Linked DNA regions of Mus musculus: region 2 is linked to region 1. Evidence: chromatin contacts called from public Hi-C data. All regions are on one chromosome and are shown on one strand. Each heading gives the region's core, a stretch centred on a gene start, on an enhancer-like site or on the middle of the called end of the contact. The rest is flanking DNA. Distances are from core to core; before and after follow the strand shown.

Evidence for each region. Hi-C and Micro-C count contacts between places; a contact is called where the count stands out from the background.
Region 2: a Hi-C map of liver shows a contact between it and region 1, with 2.0 times the contacts expected there. The contact joins two enhancer-like sites. A contact is called at or near these places in 2 of 484 Hi-C or Micro-C datasets (immediate neuronal precursor and liver), 1 of 115 datasets of contacts at active chromatin or transcription factors (embryonic stem cells) and 1 of 9 other capture datasets (adipose tissue).

The regions. Positions count from the first base shown.
Region 1 is chr13:75,541,513-75,544,337 of GRCm38.p6, forward strand. No RefSeq gene overlaps it. Among named protein-coding and RNA genes, the nearest start is that of Mir682, 100 kb to the right of the region's middle. Within about 2 kb of position 1,254, at least 39 of the 459 cell types and tissues checked have an H3K27ac peak or open chromatin away from gene starts, as enhancers often do. A contact at or near this core is called in liver, where this site is marked.
Region 2 is chr13:75,751,815-75,754,550 of GRCm38.p6, forward strand. All of the region lies in intron 4 of Ell2 (elongation factor for RNA polymerase II 2), which reads left to right. Among named protein-coding and RNA genes, the nearest start is that of Ell2, 46 kb to the left of the region's middle. Within about 2 kb of position 1,452, at least 113 of the 459 cell types and tissues checked have an H3K27ac peak or open chromatin away from gene starts, as enhancers often do. A contact at or near this core is called in liver, where this site is marked.

The DNA.
Region 1 (2,825 bases), core at 4-2,503:
ATGTAAACTGGGGCCTTCAAACAAGAGAATTTGAGAATCATGCAGTCAACTGTGGATAAGCAGGAAACAGCTTGCAAAGTGGTTAAATGAACTGGAAACAGCAGTGCACAATTACAGAGAGAGGGTGGAGGAGTCTGCTCCCCTGAGGCAATGGCAGGTGTTCGGGGAGAATAGTTAGGACTGTAGCTTGGTTTGTTCCCATCTCCTGGAACTTGGTTTTTTTTTTTTTTTTTATCTTCCTTTTAACTTTTCCATGTGATAGGTTTGAGGCAGGAGGCAGCTGGCTTCAAGGTTACCAACTGGCTTCTCTTATGAAAAATCATAATTGTTCGTAAGTTCCTTGGAACTACTGAGGTGGAAAAATTGTTCACATGCATTAATTTCATTTGATGAGGAAAGAGCACCTTGGAGTGACTTGAACAACTAAGGAATCTCTGATCATTTATGCTAAGGATCCAAAGTTTCTTGTCATTATCTCTTATTATTTATGGAGGGATCTTACCCAGTAAATGGCAGGAAGTAATTTCTATCTCCATTTATGGCAGCTTCTGCATAGATTTGCTTCAATTATAACTTGGAGTGAAATTAGGTAAGGAATTAAGTTACTGATAAGGGTTTTTGTTTTTCACTGTAACCTACATATACATAATCCACTGTGACGTCTTCCTCCTCGTGTACACATTATCAGCTTCACTGGCTAGGTGTTCGCCAAAATAAACAGGAAGGTGCCTGCCTATAGACTTGGATTACACTGGCTATGGCTTGCTTCTTCTGCTATTTAGACACAACCAGGAATTGGCCATAAAGAGAAACTTGACTTTCTTTGGGGACTTAACAGTATAATGGCTTTTCTGAGAGTGTGTTTAAGGAGTCGGTGGCAAGAAGGTAGGAACAAATTAGAAAAAAATTAAGAGTCCTTCTGACAATGGAATGTGATGATGTCAAACAGCAGAGAAAGGGTAGACAGTGTATTTTTTGGTGCCAAATTCTTAAAAGAAGCAATGCTGATAATTTCTCACAAGCACAGAAATCAAGCTCAGAGAAGCAGCCATCTTTCAAAGAACTGTTCTTTAGATCAACAGATGTCCTAAAGACAGAACTTAGTTGGGGATAAACCCAAACAGAGCACCTGCATTCCCAAGCCTGCATTTCCTGCAATAATGTGGCTATAATTTCCTCAAAACGCTGCCCTTGTTAAAACAGCTGACACAAGATAAAGTTGAAACCTACCCACTTGGCCCTTCTCTTGCACAACAGCCTTGGTTTCAAGCCAAAAACCAAGTACAAGCTGTAGTCCCAGTCAGCTTAATATAGTGAGGGGGTTGGGGAACACCTATTTTTTTTCCAAGACAAGCAGGACCTTGCAAAAAGTAAAACTTCTTGGTTGAACTTGCTGGATAAATAGCAAAACTGTGAGCTTTGTAGCATAATTATATCACAAAAGCTATAGACAAGGAGAGCAACATACAAGCCTTGAATTGTTTTTTGTAATAGACAAGTTCAAACAATCTGGAAAAAGTAATGTCACATAATTTAAAAATAAAACATGTAAACAAATTGGCTGCTTCTCTGAGCTTGGCTGCTTCTCCATATTTGACTTCTGGCCCAAGTTCTATACAAGAGAGTGAAGGAAAAGTCAGGGTTGAAAATTAGATGGCCAGTCATCCAGCTCACTTTCTCTCACTGTGCATCTGCCTTTTTGTTTTTGCTTTGTTCTTTTTCTTTTTTCTTTTTCTTTTTCTTTTTTTTTTCTTTTTCTTTTTGGCAGCTTTGTCTGTAAATGGAAATGATGTTACTATCTTCCTTGTAGGGCTATTGGAAGGATTCAATCATAACATTTTTATCACAACAAATGTTTGCTTTCATAGACTTTTGGCACACACCTTTTATAGTATATGTATATTACAAAATTATATTGTCCTCTCTCAGGATGAAGGAGATGTAGTGATAGAATAGAATATCCCTTAGATATGCTAAGAGCTCTTTTTTTTTTTAACAGAATAAAAGACAAACAGACTTCTGTTCTTTGGACATTTCAAAGTTAGTTACTCTCCTAGTGTTACCAGATCCTCCAGGTGGCTGTTGTAATCACATGTGTAAATCAAACCATTTCCAATGTTCCTCTCCCAAAGCCAAGACCTTTGGGAACTCAGGCAGTATAAGGGTGGATCAACGTTACTACATGATTAGTCAGAGAACAAATATTCCAGGTAAGCAGTTTTGTTTTCTCCCAAAGATTAAATTCATTCCCAGCTGTGGAGACTAATGCGCCCCAGGGATCTCTCTCTATATTTAACAAGGAGATAACTAAGTGGCAAAGTCAACAACGCTCAGAAGGCAGGTGCAAGGAACCAAGCAACTTTCTTCCAAATGTTATTTTTCCTTAAGGAAAATAAGACACACCTTTAAAACTAGAGCTGTGAAATCTGCACCATGGGGAAAAGACTCCAAACCAGGAGGAGGTTCTCATAAGCAATCAGCTCAAACTCTGTGAGAATGGAATTTAAGACATCAACTCCTTTCGCTTGATCACCCAGGCTAATATCCTTAAACTCTACTTTGAATAAGGTCTTTTCTCTGTTTGTCAAATCTAAACAACCACTCAAGTGATTAATTCCTCTGAAATGTCTTTTTTTTCCTCCACTTTTAGACTTCTCTGTCATTTTACCATCTCATACCTAGATTATCAAGGGTCCGAAAAGTCACCTTTTAGACTCTTCAAGTCCAAGTAGCAGTATCAAACAAGATCATCTAAAGTCACACTTCACCTTGAAAGGTAAATCGAACTCTGTGTGGTCTTTAAGTCTCATCTTTTCTACTCTGTT
Region 2 (2,736 bases), core at 202-2,701, 210 kb after region 1:
GTAACCCAATCTATGTTTATCAAAGGTTAAATCTGAACAAAATTCTCTCTCAGCCTCATCAGAGCCCCACATTATCTCTGCCATCCTCAAGTGGCTCTTCATTCTTCTCCTCCTCCCAGCTCTGTCCTCCACCCACTCACTCTCACTGTACAGTGCTCTTCTCTGATCTGAAATCCTCCATGAACCTCCTCAGCCATTTTTCTCCAAATCACTTAACCCCAGCTCCTTTTAATGTTCCTTAATATGGCCGGCATCGCAACCTTTAAAATGTTTGTGGTGTAATCCCTGGACTGCTTCTAGTTTCCCACCTCGGAGTTTAGAACCAAATGGTGTTTAGTCAGAGCCAGATGAGCTCCAGGGGACCATGGGATTTTCTGTTGTTTACCTTGAGTTTTACTCTCCCTGGCTGTGTTGCACTTGAGGTTTGCTGTTGTCTGTTCTTCACCACTTGATCCTTTCCTGCTGGGCAGCTCAATTTGTATTTTCTTACTTTTTATAATGCCTGGCTTATTCAGTTCTTTAAAATGTTAATGAATCAACCTATAGTGCTAATATTACTCAGTACTTATTGGATGCTCATTATGTACAAGGTGTATGTTAGTACTGTGTACGTAGTTCCTCGGATGACTCGCATGATTACTCTGTGAAATAGGTTGTACACATTTTACACGTCAAATTGTTGGGCTCAAAAATTAATGATAATGAGCATGTCCTCATGATCAAATTTTATTCTCATTCATAAACAGCAGGAATTACCAGTTTAGCTCATAATTTGAGTATACCGTGTAAAACAATACCAAATGCTTACCTATGACAGCCTAGGTACCTGCAGACTTGCAGAACAAGGTTCCTTTCAATGGTATGAGCCTGGGTGGAGGCAGACAAGAGTCATGCTGGTCTTGCTGTGGTGTGGTGTGGCATAGTGCCAGGCTGGGCCTCTGCCAGCTAAGCTAGGCCTCAAGCCAAGCTTAAGGATGAAGTTTGCTCTGCTAGGAGTCTAGGGTCATCTGGCCTAGTTTCCTGGGCTGCAAGCTTCTGAAACTCTCCTGTGGGAAACAAAAAGCAAATCCTGTTTGGAGGGGAACCAGGAAAATGCTTTTACTTGGACAACATGAATGATAGTTACTTCTTCCACTCTAGTCCTGAATGTTTCTGTCTATAGTGAACATTTTCCATAAGAAAATGTTACTAATCTCCACCACTTTGTTTCCTAATAGGTCAAATCCACCTCTTGACTTCTACCTAACTACTGGAATTTTGTTGAATTACAAATCTTTGTATATATTGATACTCATGTGAGTGTACAAAATAACCCAGCAGATCTGATATTGGTGATTCTTTTCCCAATTTCCCCACTATCCTTACTTTTGATAAGTTAGCATAGATAGAGTATCTGAACTAGAGAACATCTAATATCTGTTCTGGCATTGTGCCTGAGAGAGAGAGAGATTGTGTGTGTGTGTGTGTGTGTGTGTGTGTGTGTGTGTGTGTGTGTGTGTAATAAATAGACCTTTGAAAAAGTACCACAGGTGCCAAATGGTGCAAGCAGAAGCTACTGCATAGATTAGTTATTTAGACAGAGTTGAAGCCATCCTTGCTTCCCTGCTGATACTGTCCATAAAGGATGGCTTCCTTGCTCCTGTCTTTCTGATGGCCCAAATTAACATTTCCTTTCACATTGTTGACTCACAGCCACTGCTGAAGGATAAATAACTTTGCCATCTAGTACTAAATGGAGGAACTAGAGATGAACTCATAAATATAACTGTGCGTCAGATATAACCCCAGTTTAGTTTGCCCTGTTGGTACCAAGTACTGCTGCAGTATATAAAGGAGCCTGGGGAATTGATTAGCAGTTAGTTGGGTTTGGGAAGAGAATTAACTTTTCCCATGGGGCCTTTCTGAGGCAAATATTAAAAATAAAAATACAACTGCTCTGACTCCTTTGAACTTACCATCTTCCCACATTACTTTTTCTTTAGCATCTCAATTCTATTAATGTCTATGGCACTAAGTGTTCTTCATCTATAGCATCTCTTTCATTAATCTTGGGGTCTCCTTCCTGTTTGAATAGGCACAGAAGGTTTAGAGGGAGTGTAAGCAAATGATGTTTAGATGTAAATCAGTGCCAGTGTTATTGGGTTTTTAGTTCATTCAACCATTTGCAAGAGATAGTCACCCAACTACCAGCCATCTGAAGGAATAGTGACGTTGGTGTATTGGGAGCAGGTACCAGAAGACCCACCACTAGGCCTCGGTTAAGACTCAGCCTTCTCCCTCATCAGAATCCAAATTTTAAATCAAATATCACACTCCCTTTCCTCTTCAGGGCTAAATGAGCCTCCTTTATTTTCCTGTGCCTGCTTCTCAAGGGGCACAAGAAAACGTAGCAACGTCTGGAGCCCATTTTGAGAGCAAGGATCTGAAGCAGACCAAATAGAAGAAGCCTGCTGGATCAGCTCTTCTTGCGCTGGCCTGAGTTCTGTCTCAATGACAGCTTTGTTGGGAAAAAAAAGTTAAGCAGGTTCTTTCTCGCAGGAGCTGGCAAATGGGAGGAAAGTGTGGCATTTCGAGTATTTCCTAAATGATCATGACACTGACCTTATTTCTTCTCCAGAAATTTTTGTTGAACAATCAAAGAATGTGATGTTAATACTGTCACAGCTGAGAAATGATAGACCATAAGGTTTGCATTTAGCGATGTTCGTGTGTCCTCGCAGTCTGGCAATGTGGGAA